Linked DNA regions of Sus scrofa: region 2 is linked to region 1. A link is a contact called in public HiChIP or PLAC-seq data. All regions are on one chromosome and are shown on one strand. The core of a region is the stretch at or near the end of the contact, and the rest is flanking DNA. Distances in the headings are between cores, read along the strand shown.

The links. HiChIP or PLAC-seq counts read pairs in DNA pulled down with a chosen protein or histone mark.
Region 2: an H3K27ac HiChIP or PLAC-seq map of alveolar macrophages shows a contact between it and region 1. The contact joins two enhancer-like sites. A contact is called at or near these places in 7 of 47 Hi-C or Micro-C datasets (embryonic fibroblasts, mesenteric adipose tissue, omental adipose tissue and 3 more) and 1 of 2 datasets of contacts at active chromatin or transcription factors (alveolar macrophages).

What each region holds. Positions count from the first base shown.
Region 1 is chr13:81,957,783-81,965,658 of Sscrofa11.1, forward strand. The region is part of intron 2 of PXYLP1 (2-phosphoxylose phosphatase 1); the gene reads left to right. Among named protein-coding and RNA genes, the nearest start is that of PXYLP1, 10 kb to the left of the region's middle. Within about 2 kb of position 3,894, at least 9 of the 83 cell types and tissues checked have an H3K27ac peak or open chromatin away from gene starts, as enhancers often do. A contact at or near this core is called in alveolar macrophages, where this site is marked.
Region 2 is chr13:82,190,896-82,198,771 of Sscrofa11.1, forward strand. It overlaps ZBTB38 (zinc finger and BTB domain containing 38), which reads left to right. Exons shown (of 1, transcript NM_001195373.1): 1 at 1-1,437. The coding sequence ends at 1,437. Among named protein-coding and RNA genes, the nearest start is that of ZBTB38, 6.1 kb to the left of the region's middle. Within about 2 kb of position 4,311, at least 9 of the 83 cell types and tissues checked have an H3K27ac peak or open chromatin away from gene starts, as enhancers often do. A contact at or near this core is called in alveolar macrophages, where this site is marked.

The sequences.
Region 1 (7,876 bases), core at 2,644-5,143:
AGGGCCGCACCTGCAGCATATGGAGGTTCCCAGGCTAGGGGACTAATCAGAGCTGTAGCTGATGGCCTATGCTAGAGCCACAGCAACGCAGGATCCGAGCCACGTCTGTGACCTACACTACAGCTCACAGCAATGCTGGATCCTTAACCGACTGAGCGAGGCCAGGGATCAAACCCAAAACCCCATGGTTCCTAGTCAGATTTGTTAACCACTGAGCCATGACGGGAACTCCGTGTACCTCCGTGTACTTCTGACCACATCCATCCATCTCTGAGATGCTTTGAGGGAATCTCTTGGATGCTGCTTCCCCGAGACTGGGGAGCAAGACTGAGATGTGGGATTGCATAAAAGCTTCAGATCAGTGGAGGAGATAGTGCTTTAGGGAAGGTATCCAACTTTGTGTGGAGAACAAAGATTAGACTGTGTGAAGACAGAGGCCATGGCTGCCTCATCTCCAGTTTTCTATTACAATGTTTTGCTCTGTTTAGTGCTCATTAAATACTGGATGCATGGATGGATGGATGGATGGATAAATGAATTCATAGATGAATGGATGGATGTGTGGAGGAACAGATGATTGCATGCATGGACAGATGAGTGAATGGATGTGTTGAATGAATTAAGGGATGGATGGAGGGTAGGATGAGGTTTCACTTACCTGTTTTCCACTGTGATAGGTTTGCAGCCCGTCCCTTCTCCTGTGGCCCAAGCCAACAGGACCCACTAAGAAAACATAGAGGTTCTTCACTTAACCTCTTGAAAGAGATAGTACAGATTTCTATTTCAAATCTGAGATTTATACTTACTTAACAAAAATATTATATGTGTGGAATTCAAACCTTACAAAACTCTAGGGTTGAAGGATTAATAATGTATGTGAATATATAAAACTTCTAATATATTTATGTAGCATCTTAAAGAACACTCAAAAATACCATCTTAATAGCATTTGAAGCATCTTAGGTTAGCAGTAACATGCCCTATGTAATTAAGTCACAAAAAATGTTTTCAGGATCTTCTTTCTCTGAAAATTCAAAAAGATACCTGTAAATTAAAAAGATTCCTGTACATCCACTTGCCCTGCTGCAAATACTGTGCCTCTGAGAGGCATTGTTCTTTATCTGCCTTATCCTTCATGCAAATATTCAAAGTCTTTCTCATATTATTTTGAGGATCCCCAAGTCATGACTGGATTCACCATTCTAACGGGGCTCCTGAGTGTGGAAAAAGGACTCAGGAATCCAACCGCATAGATCAGCCTTTAGAACAAGAGGAATGCAGAGTTGGGGAGGAATGCCTATACCTGCCCCATCTACTCCACAGGACTGCTGGGAGAATCCCTGAGGAAAAATAGATGAGATGCTCTTTGTCATTTTCCAGGCAATTCATATTGGGGGTATTGGATGAGGATCATCCTTCCAGAGGCTCTTCTTCACAGGTCAAATAATGTCACTCACCTGCTCAGAGGGCTCAGGTGTGTCCTCCCACTGGGCGAATATAAGCAAAGCCCCCCCTGCAGGGGCAGCTATGATCTGACCACACTAACTCTGAGCTCAGCTGTGACAGTACTCCCCATACTCACAGGGACTCAACCTGCCAAGCTTGATCCACACCAGCACCTTTGGACTTTCCCTCCCTCTGACTGAAATGCTGCTCCTTCTGATACACTCACTTCCTAAGTTCTCTGCTCCAATGCTTGCCCCTTACAGACGGCCTTACTCATCAGCCCTCTCTAACATACCATGTACCTCCTCCATTCCCTTGCCTTAATTTCCTTTTCTTCACGACAGTTATTTATTGATTTACTTATTGTCTGTCTCCCCCACTAGAAGGGAATGTCCACCAGGGCGGCAAACTGTCTTGTCCACCAGCGTGTCCATGGCATTTAGAACATCAGTAGATGCTTGTATTAGTTATTTAGTGCTGTGTAACAACTCATCACAAAGGTAGCGACTTAAAAACGACACAGATTTATTATCTCAGCATTTGTGTGGGTCAAGAATTCAGGCAAGGCCTAGCTGAGTTCTGCTCCGGGATTTCTCATGAGGCTGCAATCAAGGAGTTGACCAAGGGTGGAGTCTCATCTGCAGGTGCGATTGGGGAAGAATCTACTTCCTAGCTCACATGGTTGTTGGCAGGATGCAGTTTCTTGTAGGTTGTTTGGGATAAGAGCCCAAGTTCCTTCGTGGATGTTGGCTGGAGTCCACCTTCAGTTGCTTTCCAGGGGGTCTCTCCATAGTGTGGCTCACTATATGGCATCTTGTTTCATCAAAGCCAGTGAGAGAGTGAGTCAGCTAACAAGGCAGAAGTTACGTTTTTCTGTAATCTCAAAAGTGTCACCTCAGCTTCTTTACCATATTCATTTGGTTAGAAGTAAGGTCCTGACAGGAGTTCCCTTCGTGACTCAGTAGTTAACAAACCTGACTAAGATCCATGAGGATGCGGATTCAATCCCTGGCCTCATTCAGTGGATTAAGGATCCAGCATTGCCATGAGCTGTCGTGTAGGTTGCAGATGAGTCTCAGATCCCACGTTGTTGTAGCTGTGGTCTAGGCCCACAGCTGTAGCTCCAATTTTTCCTTTTAGGGCTGGGTGCAGCCCTAAAAGGGGAAAAAAAAAAAAAAAGTAAGGCCCTGCCCACACTGAAGGTGAAGGGATTACACAAGGGTGTGAATACCAGGAGCTGGGGATCATTGGGGGACATTTAAGAGCCTATTTGCCATGTTACTTGCTCAATAAACACCAAATATTACTAAATCCAATGTTTAAAAGTGACATGGGTCAGGAAAGCTGTTAGATTCAAGATTCTTACAATTCCTCTCTTGCACAATGTAGAACTTCTGCGAAATTTTCTTGTTCATTCCTCAACTTCCTCTGATGCTCTTGATCAGCCTGGTCTGATGGCCTGGGTGGGGTAGGCTGCCCCACGTTTTGAGGATTCACTCAAGAGAAGCGACCCACACACAACCTAGACCCTTCAAGAATCTACGACCCAAGATCATCATTCACAGAGTTTATTCCTTATCCTCTGAGATCTGTGGAATTAATGAGCTGCAGCCTTATTTATTCCATGCTGGAAGTGGTATTCTCCTTGAATGGGCACTTTGCATTTACAAGGTCTTGCTGCTAGCCAAGTTAATAATGCATCTAATAAAAAAAAATAAAGAAACAAACAAACACATTGTTCAGTCGGGTAGATCTTATTAATATGATTCAATTTCATAATTTTTTTTTTTTTTTTTTTTTTTTTTTTTTTTTTTTTTTTTTTTTGTCTTTTTTCTGTTGTTGTTTTTTGTTGTTGTTGTTGCTATTTCTTGGGCCGCTCACGCGGCATATGGAGGTTCCCAGGCTAGGGGTTGAATCGGAGCTGCAGCCACCGGCCTACGCCAGAGCCACAGCAACGCAGGATCCGAGCCGCGTCTGCAACCTACACCACAGCTCACGGCAACGCCGGATCGTTAACCCACTGAGCAAGGGCAGGCGGAACTATTATGATTCAATTTCAAAAGGGCCATTACTTCAGAGCCTCAATGTCTGGGATGCCGTTGAAAAATTTTTTTTTCAGAGTCGCCATGACAACAGAGATCCTCCTCCTCCTTTACAGCCCCCTGAATCAATTACAGATTTGTCCATGTAAGGGACTGGAACACATCCAGCTTATTGAGAATTCTTTCCTGCCTCCTCTGGCAAAAGCCCTGGCTTGTTGTCCACAGTGAGCCAGAGTCTCAAATCCATCAATATTTACTGATGAAGTCGTTGCCTTTCATTAACAGAGACTTGATCACCAGACATTTATTGCTTGCCAGGCATGTGCAAGGCACTCTGGGGGATTCAGCACGTTACCGTCTGAGAAGCTGACAGGCCCACTGCAGTGACAAGTCACAGCCACATGAGGCAGCAGGAGCTGAGTGGGACCCACCTCTGAATGGTACAGACCTGGGACAGGGACCTGGGACCCACACAGAAGACCCTGGTGAAGAATCATGATGTCATGACCAGCTAGCGGGTTCTTGATCTGTGGAGCAGGGCTGCACTGATGAGACACCTAAAACAGGGGAAGGGAAACCAGCCCTGGTCCATAATACTATGTAGACTCGACCACCACATTGCAGGTCTCTGGACCTCTCCAGGCTATCACTTCTATCACTTATGTGAAATGGGATTAGATTACGTTTTTTTTCCCTGCCAAATCCACAGTGATCCCATTGTGATCTGTTGCTTGTTTGACCAGATGATTCCCCAGACAGGCCCTGGAGGCTGCTCAGGCCTTGATGATTCACTGTGTCTTCAAGGCACCCAGCATGATGCTGGACATGCCCTAGGCACTCAAGAAATGAATCAATGAGGGTTGGAAGCTTCTTGAAACCTCTCCATTCTTTGCCCACCCACCTGTCCTGTCCTTACGGGACTTGGGTCAATCCCACCTTTGGTTCTCTGAGATAGCAGGGAGCACCCCAGCTGTCCCAGGCTTGCTTTCCACTCTACCCCAGACTGTGGATAGTTCAACTCAACTTCTCTGCTTTGCACCATTTTGCAGCCCAGGGAGGATCCAAGGGAGTGGGACAGGGTCATCGAGCCAGGTATGATGGGTAGAGGGAAGAGGGAGAGGAGCGAGAGGTGAGGGCTATTTTTGCTCCTTGCTCCTTGTACAATGTGTGCAAATATGCTGGGTGCTCTGGTCATTGAGGGAGTAGCTATATCCAACATTAGTTAGATCTGACAGTGCTTTATTTAGTTTTTTGTGTGGTTGGACTCTTTTGAGCTCCCACTAAAGGGAGGCGAATAGGTTTCTCACTAAGCCCCAAGCAGAGGAAACAAGAGGAAAACTACATCAAAGCAAATGATCATCTAACGCTTAAAACCAGAGATAAAGAGAAAATTACAAAAGCAAGCAGGGGAAAAAAGACAAGAATGACAATAGATTCTTCTAGGAAGCAATGCAAATCGGAAGACAGTGTAGCAACCTCTTTAAAGTACTGGAAGAAATCCATTGTCAACCTTGAATTCTATACCAGGTGAAAATATTCAGAAACAAAGGTGAAGTCAAGGTGTTTTTTCAGACATATGAAAGCTGGAAGAATTTATCACTACAAGATATATAGTATAAGAAATGTTAAAGAGAGTCCTTCAGGCAAAAGGGAAATGAGAATAGATGGAAATGTGGATCTATGCAAAGAAACAGAGAGCACCAGGAATGGTTAATATGTAAGTAAGTATAAAATGACTTTTTCTTATTTTAAAAATCACCTTAAAAGATAGTTGATGGTTTAAAACAAAAGTGATAACAGTACATCATGGAGTTTATAACAAATGTAGACATAAAATATATGAAAACCATATTGCAAAGGACAGGAGGGGAAATCAAAGAATATGGCTATAGGTTTCTTATACTGTACATCAAGTGGTAAAATAAAACGAGCATGACTGTGCAAAGCTAAAAATGTATACCATAACCTGAATACAACCCCTGAAAATTTAAGAAAAACAAGGAGATACAACAAATAAGCAAAGAAGGTAAAAAGCGATCCTAAAAAAAATACTCGATGGGAGTTCCTGCTGTGGCTCAGCAGAAACGAATCCGACCAGGAACCATGAGGTTGTGGGTTCCATCCCTGGCCTTGCTCAGTGGGTTAAGGATCCAGCATTGCCGTGAGCTGTGGTGCAGGTTGCAGACATGGCTTGGATCCCACTTTGCTGTGGCTGTGGCGTAGGCCAGCAGCTATAGCTCCGATTCAACCTCTAGCCTGGGAACCTCCATATGCCGAGAGAGCGGCCCAAGAAATGGCAAAAAGACAAAAACAAAAAACAAACAAAACCCTTGATAAACAAAAGCAAAAAAAAGGAAAAAATAGAATGGGACAAATAGAAAACAAGGAGTTCCTTTGTGGCTTAACAGGTTAAGGATCTGGAGTTGTCACTGCAGTGGCTCGGGTCACTATGGCACAGGTTCAGTCTCTGGCTCAGGGAACTTTCGTATGCTGCCAGTACACCCCCACCAAAAAACCCCGAATAGAAAACAAATAGTAAAATGATACCATTAAACCCAATCAAATTATTAATCTCATTAACTAAAAATAAATACCTCAAGTAAATGGCAGACTGTCAGATTGAATAAAAAAGCATTATACAACTTTACGCTTACTTATTACTTTGGAGTTCCCATCGTGGCTCAGTGGAAACAAATTTGACTAGTATCCATGCGGACGAAGGTTTGATCCCTGGCCTCAGCTCAGTGGGTTAAGGATCCAGTGTTGCTGTGAGCTGTGGCTCAGATCTGGCATTGCTGTGACTGTGGCATAGACTGGCGGCTACAACTCCAATTTGACCCCTAGCCTGGGAACCTCCATATGCCGTGGGCGTGGCCCTAAAAGTACAAAAGACCAAAAAAAAAAAAAAGGGGGGGGGAATAAAGGGGCAATTCATCAAGTGAACATAAAAATCTAAAACATTTATGAACCTAATAAAAGCTTAAAAACACATGAAGCAGCAATAAAGTTCTACTGTACAGCACAGGGGACTATATCCAATCTCTTGGGCTGGAACATGAAGGAAGATAATATGAGAAAAAGAATGTATATATGTATGTATGACTGGGTCACTTTGCTGTACAGCAGAAATTGGCACAGCATTGTAAATCAACTCTAATAAAAAAAACACATGAAGCAAAAATTAATAGATCTGAAAGGAGAAATAAATTGATTATATTAAATATTGTAGATGCCAACCATTCAATAACTTGTAGAAAAGCAGAAAAAAAATTAGTGAGGATATGACCGAGTTGAAAACCACTGTTGACTTAATTTGCACTTATATGGGGAGTTCCTGTCATGGCTCAGTGGTTAATGAATCTGACTAGGAACAATGAGGTTGCGGGTTCGATCCCTGGCTTTGCTCACTGGGTTATAGATCCTGCGTTGCCGTGAGCTGTGGTGTAGGCCGGCAGCAACAGCTCCGATTCAACCCTTATCCTGGGAACCTCCATGTGCTGCGGCCCTAGAAAAGGCAAAAATAAATAAATAAATAAATTGACACTTATATGACCCTCTACACAATCAGAGCAGAATGGACATTCTTTTCCATTACTGTGATTGATTTGGGGCAAATTACCCTCTGTCCCTCATTTTCTCTGGGCACAGAATTGTATATTGCCAGTGATTTTCTTTCAGCATTCAAAAGCTGTTTCCCAGCTTCCATCTTTTCTGTTTTGGGTTCTAGGTGAACCCAAAGTCTGGGTGTTAGCTGGGTCCCAAGTTTCTTATGGGTGCCGACCTCCCATTTTTGTCCCCCAAGTGGCCCTGAGATTACAGAAATCTCTACCAGATCCCTCCTGTCCTCCTGTCTCCTTTCTCTTTGGTTTCTAATTGTAAAATGAGAGAGGTATGGGCTCCTGGGCCATTCATCCAATTTTTGTAAATGTGTTTCCAACACTGTCATAGATGAAATAGACAATTGGAATCCTTGGTGTGGTTTTACCGTTTCTAAATAAGGCTCGTGGGAGTTCATCTTGTGTTTGCTTGTTTGTTTTTTTTTGCTTTTTGGCCATGCCTACAGCATGGGGAAGTTCCTGGGCCAGGGATCAAACCCTAGCCACAGCAGTTGAAAATGCTGCATCCTTAACCTGCTGGGCCACCAGGAAACTCCTGTTTCTTTTTTCCTTAGACATATCTTTTGGTTGGGCTCAGAGTTTAGAGGGTAAAAATGAATATTTAGATCTATGATTCAGCAAGTTACTTCAGTTGTGTGTGTGTGTGTGTGTGCTGGCTTAAGGTTGAAGGCATCTCTTCCCCCCCCCCTTTTTTTAAATTTAACGTGGTTATTTTGTGTTCTGTTCTTCTAGATTTGCCTTTCTAATTAGATTTTACCCAGATAGATAGTA
Region 2 (7,876 bases), core at 3,061-5,560, 230 kb after region 1:
GTGCACAGCAGCCAGTTTTCATCAGTGATAATGCACAGCAATGCCATCACCCCCGAGATGGGCCACAAGCCCAGAGCCCCTTTGGACCTGGCTGTCAGTCAGACTCCGAAAGAGGATGGCAGACCTGAACCAGACAAAATGGGAAGGGGTGTCAACAGACCCAAAAGTGGGAAGGAGAAAAAGAAAACCATCCCGTGTAACAGGGGGGAGATACCAGAGGAGCCCAGATACGTTGCTGATCCTGGAGGGTCCTTGAGCAAAACCACCAATATCATGAAAGAGACCAGTAAAATTGAAACTTACATCGCCAAGCCCGCTCTCCCCGGAACCTCCACAAACAGCAACGTGGCACCCCTTTGCCAAATAACGGTGAAAATTGGGAATGAAGCCATTGTGAAAAGGCACATCCTAGGATCGAAGTTGTTCTATAAACGGGGGAGGAGGTCCAAGTACCAAGTCCAAGAGGAGACCCTGCCCCAAGAGAGTGACCAGGAAACAAACAGGGCCAGTCCCCTTGGGCTCTGCCAGGCCGAGTGCATGGAGATGAGTGAGATGTTTGACGACGCCAGTGACCAGGATTCCACGGACAAACCGTGGCGCCCTTACTACAACTACAAACCCAAGAAGAAATCCAGACAGCTGAGAAAGATGAGGAAAGCCAACTGGAGGAAGGAGCATGAGAACAGGAGCCCAAGTGGTAAGTGTAAATACCCTGCTGAACTGGACTGCGCCGTGGGGAAGGCGCCCCAGGAGAAGCCCCTGGAGGAGGAAGAAAATAAAGAGATGCCCAAGTTGCAGTGTGAGCTCTGTGACGGAGACAAAGCCTCGGGGGCCGGGAACCCAGGGAGGCCCCACCGGCATCTCACGGCCAGGCCTTATGCATGCGAGCTCTGCGCCAAGCCGTTCCAAAGCCCCTCCACCCTCAAGATGCACATGAGATGTCACACGGGCGAGAAGCCATACCAGTGCAAGACCTGTGGGCGCTGCTTCTCGGTGCAAGGCAACCTACAGAAGCACATGCGTATCCACCTGGGCGTGAAGGAGTTTGTCTGTCAGTATTGCAACAAAGCCTTCACCTTGAACGAGACCCTCAAAATCCATGAAAGAATCCACACAGGTGAAAAACGATACCACTGTCAGTTCTGCTTTCAGAGTTTTTTGTATCTATCCACGAAAAGGAATCATGAGCAGAGGCACGTTCAGGAGCACAATGGGAAGGGCTATGCCTGCTTCCAGTGCCCCAAAATTTGCAAAACAGCTGCTGCCCTGGGAATGCACCAGAAGAAACACTTGTTCAAAAGCCCAAGTCAGCGGGAGAAAACAGAAGGTGACGTGGGCCAGGAAAACTCACATCCCCTGGAGAATCCACATTTCCTTGATTCAGAAGACAGTGACCAAAAGGATAATGTACAAACCCTTGCTGATAATGTCCTTTGAATGGTGATAGTTAGAAAAAATATAAGTTGATGGGTTTGGGGTTTTTTGGTTTTTTTGTGTGTGTTTTAATTAACTGTTTTGTTTTTGTTTAGTTTTGTTCACGTAACAGTCATGAAGGAGTGAAATGTAACAAAGAAAATCTCATTTTTGAAAATTCCAAAAAAAAGGATCCTAATATCTACTTTGGGTTTTGGCATTAACTTCATGCAGAGTGCACAAAAACAAAATAGCTGAATCTTCCAATATCCCAAGTATCTTGTGAAAGTTTATGAAGTGCTCAGTTGGGATATTTCTGCCAGTGGCAAGGAGTGGGGGGTGGGGGAGAGAGTTTAATTTTGGCCCAATTCAAAACTTTCTGATAAGTGCTGATGGGAACTGGCTGCTGAACTGTCTTTAGTCACTGGAGGAAAAAAAGGGTCAAATAGCATGAAAATGTCATCTTCCTAAATATGTTAAATGGTAAATGAGCTATGACAGTCATTATTCCCATCCAGCTTCTGCACTACTAAAAATTGTTTAAATTAATGAATACATATGAAATACTTAATAACATAGCTGAAAATGTGTGTGAAATGAGTAACCCAAGTAGGACATTCCTACGTTTATCTAGAACTACTTTTCTGCAACACAAACCTTGTAAAATGCATATATAAATCACGGTAACTTTTAACTGTCCATGTCCCCTGTAGAGAATTATAATGATGAGCAATAGACCTGCAAATAATGAGAACTGATGTAAAAATCAGTCAAGAGCATTTTGAATATGACTTTAGAGCATGTGTATGCTTTCAGATGGAATGCTGTTCTCTTGAAGTTATGGCTGAGCTGTTATTAAACTGGTCTACTCAAGTCACAGAAAACATAGGTCATGCCTTATCTGTGGGGGAGAGCCTTCCCAGAAGTTACCTGTGGTTACCTGTGCTGTGCTGTATATTCCTTTTTAGTGGCCTCACTTTAGAAAATGAAGAAAGGTCACATTCTTCTGAAACTCCCTGCAGTCTTCCATCTACCACAAGACCATGGACATGGAGGTCTTTCCAAATAGATGTAACCAGGCTCAAGGGTTCAAGTAAAACCTGACACCTTCCATGCCGCCGAAAGAGTGTGGAGGAAATGTAGCACAAGGCATGTGTACGGTGGTGAATTCCCAGGCACTTGAAAGGGACAGAAAACCTAATCCCTACAACTGTTAGCCTTCTTGGAGATTATGCAGCCCACAAGTATATTAAAAAAAGAAAAGAAAGACATAGCCCTGCCCTACCCATTAGTGACTTGGGTGGGCAGAGGAAGTGATGGCCTTCCTTGCCTCCAACAGAGCTTTGTCTTTTGGGGGTGGGTGGATAGAACGTGGAGTGACGCAGTTCCATCACTTACTTATGTGACTCAGAAATATATCCACAAGCCAGATGCCTTGTCTTCATGTTTGTAGACATCTACAACTTTGCTAAAAACCCACTTCTGTTTCTTAATGTTCTTTTAAGCTAACCCACACCATGAACACTGCCCTCAAAATCTAATTGCCCTGTAGGATATGCTATCATGTGGACTAGGTTCCTGGGGAGCTGGAATTCATGATTCTTACTTATTAATCGGCCTGAATAGGAGAGAGAGAGAGAGAGAATACATTCTTACCCTTTGATCACAAGTATGAGCAGAATCTGGAACCTGGCTCAAGGAGGACCTGCAGCCATGCATGTTCATGGGATTTGAGAGCTGGAAACCCAAGGTTGCACAGTTAATTGTTGTGAAGAAGTAGCTCAAAAGACTCCAGTTTCTCTCTCCAAGTGTTGTGATGCCTCCACAAAGAAGACTTAGTATGGATTGGGGTGGGCAAGAAAGCATTTAAACACCTAGAAAAGGACATGATCAAAGCTGACCTTTTTATACTGTAGTACTTTGCTGTTAAATAACCCCGATACTGTATTTGCATTTATCTTTTATCTTTTTAGTTCATCTACTTTCACTTACAAACAGTATTATGTAATAGAGGAAAATGGGAAAATGCAGATGAATTCAACTTTATTTTATATGTTGTATATATGTATACCTGCACTATTCATTTGGGTTTTGTTAAAGAGATAGTCACAAAGGGCTTATGAAAATCATTTTTGCATTGATTAGAAAATCAAATAAGCAATCCTGTGACCGACTCATTTGTTTAATCTCAATTAGGCTTATGAATCAAGGAGAATTATTGTGTATTTCAGTCATTTTGATTTGAGGTAACTCCAAATATAAAATTATTACATGTAGTGATGTCTCCCAGCCCTTACACGTGGGTATTTTTTAAGTGGACTTGTATGCTAATAATTCTAGACCAAAGTAAATATGGCAGAATATTTATACATGAAAAAATAATTTTGCAAATATTTTCTATAACTGTATTATTCGTTTAAAATGTTGATAGCTTGTGTTAGTTTCAGGGAGGGGTGTATATTTTGATAAAAAATACTTGACTTTGTAATTCTGTATATTCTATACAATTTATAGCAGAGCCGTTTTAAGACAGCCTTGTCACATTTTTTGTTAATTGTGAAAATTTTATTATAAGTGATGTTTATGCATTGAGTACATAACGACCAACTAGAATTCAAGTAAAGTGTGAACAGTGAACATACTGTATGCTGTACAAGATTATATTGTAATTTGCTGTTTTCACATCTGTATTTTGGTTAGAAGATATTATTAAATGCAGATGTTAAGGGTTGGAAAAGTCTAATTTTATTTTCAGAACTAATGAATATAAATTTGTTTTTGCTTGACTAAAATAGCTTATTCCTATGTTGTCTCTTTTTAAACATTCTAATGTTAATTCTCTCGGGCAGCCAAGCAGCTCTTGCATCTGTGTGAGTCACAGCATTGTTTCACATATGATTCATTCAGTATATTCTGTTTCCTTGTTTACATTCCATGGTACCTGCTTACATGCTTAGGACTCAAATGGAATATGACATTAAAAAAAAGGCAGAATAAAAGAGACTGAAATCTTGTTATCATTTAGTGCTTTGGATAGACTGGAGCTTATGATAAATCAAGAGTTTGGAAGTAGTCAGCTCCACTTCATCCACAGGAAATTACACATACTGACTCCTAGGTATTTGGCAACATTCTTTCCATGGGCTGTTTCATTTGTCCTTTCTCAGCAACCCTAGAAGGTAGACCTCATTATCCATACTTAATAGTGACTTTGAGAAGATCCCACAGCCAGATAGAGCGAGGACCCCCAACCCAGGGCTGCCTGACTCCAAAGCCCATGTTTTTGTTCCTTCTCAACACCTTGGAGAAAAATGCATAATGTGAACTGAACTGAATGGAGAGTGAGAAAAAGAGACCCAACAAAGCAGTGCAGCTTGTAATGGTAGTTGTTACAGTGACAGCTGTAAGGCAGCCGTGTTAGGCTCAGCATCCCTAGACTCAACACTGATTCACTGAGGCCTCAATACTTTGGGCATTTGGTTTTTTCTTATATTTTGGGATATTGCCCTATGAAGTCAGCTTGTAAGAGTTTGTCCACTTTTTTAAAAATATGGAATGAAATCATAATTTAATGCTACTAGAAACGAGTCGTTTTTCATGTAGAGAGAAAAGAAAATTGTCATCCCAGACCATAGAGTTGGTCACAAAGGGTAGTGTGAAAGGGAGGGCTGGTGGCTCAAGCAGCTCAATCCATCACCAGTGCAGGGAAAACAAGTCAGATTTCCAGTCCGCATGGCTGGCCCATAGCATCAATTTTATTTTGAAGGGCACCCCAAACCAAATTCTCCCAAACTGCTATATGCCAAAACTAATTATCAAGACAACAGAAAGAATTTGTAACAATTGAGACACTAGCTGGATGGAAGACAAAAATCATGCAGAGCAGCCCTGCTTGTACCTATTCTTTTAATGACGTCAGGTCTTTTCATTCCTATCGCTGACCTTCCTCTTTTCTCATCCCTTGTTGATCGATTTGGTTCCCCGCCCCCTGTCTGCATTGGTTCCTCTTTGCAGGGGCAACAATTTTTCCTTTTCAAGTTCCTCTGTATCTGAGAATTTCTCACCACCACCCCCATCCGTACCGTCTATTAATCTAACCCCTTTTTGCCCCTTCCTTTCTCCCTAGTTTGCACCCTGGATCCTGATTCTTCAAGCAAGATGATGGGGGACCAGGCAAGTTGACTTGGTGTGCTATTTTTAAAACTAAATGCTCCAAATTTAGGCAACTAATGGAAGACCTGGTTATAACAGAAATGGGATTACATTTTTATTACTTCGTTCTTGGTATCTAAGATAGCAAGTAATTTGATTTAGAATATTTTACTAAGTCGAAAGCATCTTTTTCAATAATTTTTAAAGTGATGACTTCTGTGTAATTATAGGGGTATTTTCATTATGTTACACTTTACAGAGATTTAAAATTTAGTAACAATGCTAACTTAGAATTTTAATTCATTTATTGAAAATATGCTTAATTTTGAGTGTTGGGCATTTGTCAAGGCTATGGCTGGAGAGATATAAGAGGTCACCTTTGACTTCAGGGAACTTGAGTCCAGGGAAGGAAGCAATAGACAGTTTCAAAATAAGTCCCAAACTCCTAGGGGCTCAGAACCAAAGCGGAGAGAGTTGGCACTGAGCTAGTGCTGGCAGAGCCTGGCCTTCCCTGTGGGGGCAGGTCGAAGTAGCAGTGTCTAAAATAAAGAAGCCATGAGTGAGTGTAGGTTTGGGGTTTGGGGTGGTGAGTCAGGAGAGGCGTGCTAAGGACACATCACCAGGGCTTCATGTGCCTGGCCAAAGAGTTTGAACCTTTACCCTGAGAGCAGAAGGGCTATGGCTGAGTGAAGTGGAGTCTATTCCTCCACCCTCTTGGATCTGGGCTGAGCTGTGACTGCTTCGAGATTCCACCTCACCACCGACTATGACTGCATGAGTGAGGGGAGCCCATGAGGGACTGAGAGTTAGGAGATGCTATCAGAGAGATGTAGCACAGGTCCAAGCAAGATGAAAATCCATTGCAGGGCTTAAGCAGAGAGGAAACCGCTAGATGAGTTTAAAGACAAAAAGAAATATTTATTATTATTTCATATGTTCTGTGGTTTGACTGGGGTCAACTGAGGGGGCCTCTCATGCAGTGTATCAGTTTCAGGTGTACAGCAAAATGAATTAGGAATACATACTCTACCTTTGCATGTGTGAAAATTTTAATGAAGGTTAAAAAATATTTATCTGGAATAAATACGCAAGTTTTGACTTAATAAAATATTAAGTTTTGACCGTTCTATGAAAAAACAAGGAAATGACATCTCTACTTAGAAAGACTTACATCCCCGGAGCAATGGGGTGGTTTCCAGAAAGAAACCGACTCGTTCCCAAGTGGCTTGTCTCTCCCCCGAACTCTGACAACCTGAGAAGTGTATAGCTTAGGTCCTATTAATTTCTAGCTTCTCACTTTTACTGGGTGGAAAGGCCAGGTCCCACACATTGACTCAGATGGGACCAGCTCCTGTGTGAATGTGGCGATTAAAGAGAGCGGTGGTCCATTTCCCAGGTCTCCTCTGATGTTTCTGCTCATAAAGACCAAAGGTAAGAATTCAGGGCCACTGTTTCTGTCATTTCTCATCACGGAATCAGCTGATGTGACAACGTTCCAGCCACTGGGAGCTCCTCACCACTCTGCATCATTCTTACACCAGGCAAGAGGGCCCTGTCCTAGACCCCTCCAGGGGTCCCCTCCCCTCAAGGCAAAGAATCTGCAGGACCAACAGAGATGTGTCCACCGCGAGTCTGTGCCATCCTACTCAGAGTACCCAGGACCTGAAAATTCCCTATTCTCATTGCTGTGGCTGTGGGCTAGGCTGGCAGCTGTAGCTCCAATTCCATCCCTAGCCTGGGAACTTCCACATGCTGCGGGTGTGGCCAAAAAGAAAAGAAAAGAAAGAAAAATTCCCTGTTCTCTTCCAGGGACTGCTCAGGCCTCTTCTCTGCCAGTGTCACTCCCCCAGGTCCCAGGGATGGGCAAGGGACAGCTGTTTGCAAGGGATGTGGATAGAGTTTGGGATGTAGTTTCAGGGTCCACACGAGGCCCCCAGCAGTGTGGGAAGGAGCAGGAGGGCAGATAGGAAGGGATGGAGGAAGACCAGGGCCCAGCCCTTCCTGTGCTGTCTCATTCCAGCCCGGAACACCAAAGAGATGGGAATTCCAAATTCAGACCTGGCCTTCCAGATTGCAATGAAGGTGAGTTTGTCAAGGAGAGAGAATAGAGCCTATTTTATTAAGAGCTCGTTAGCCTGATTTAGAATTTCTAGACATTTTGATACACATCGTATAGGCCTCCATCTCTGTGCTTGCTCCCAAGGCTGCAAATGTTTGGGGGTGGGGAGGGGGGCTTGCTGTCACCATTCTTCGAAATGCCTGGCTTTCTGTCACACTCTGTACAAGCCCCGAGCCATATTGAAATGTCCAT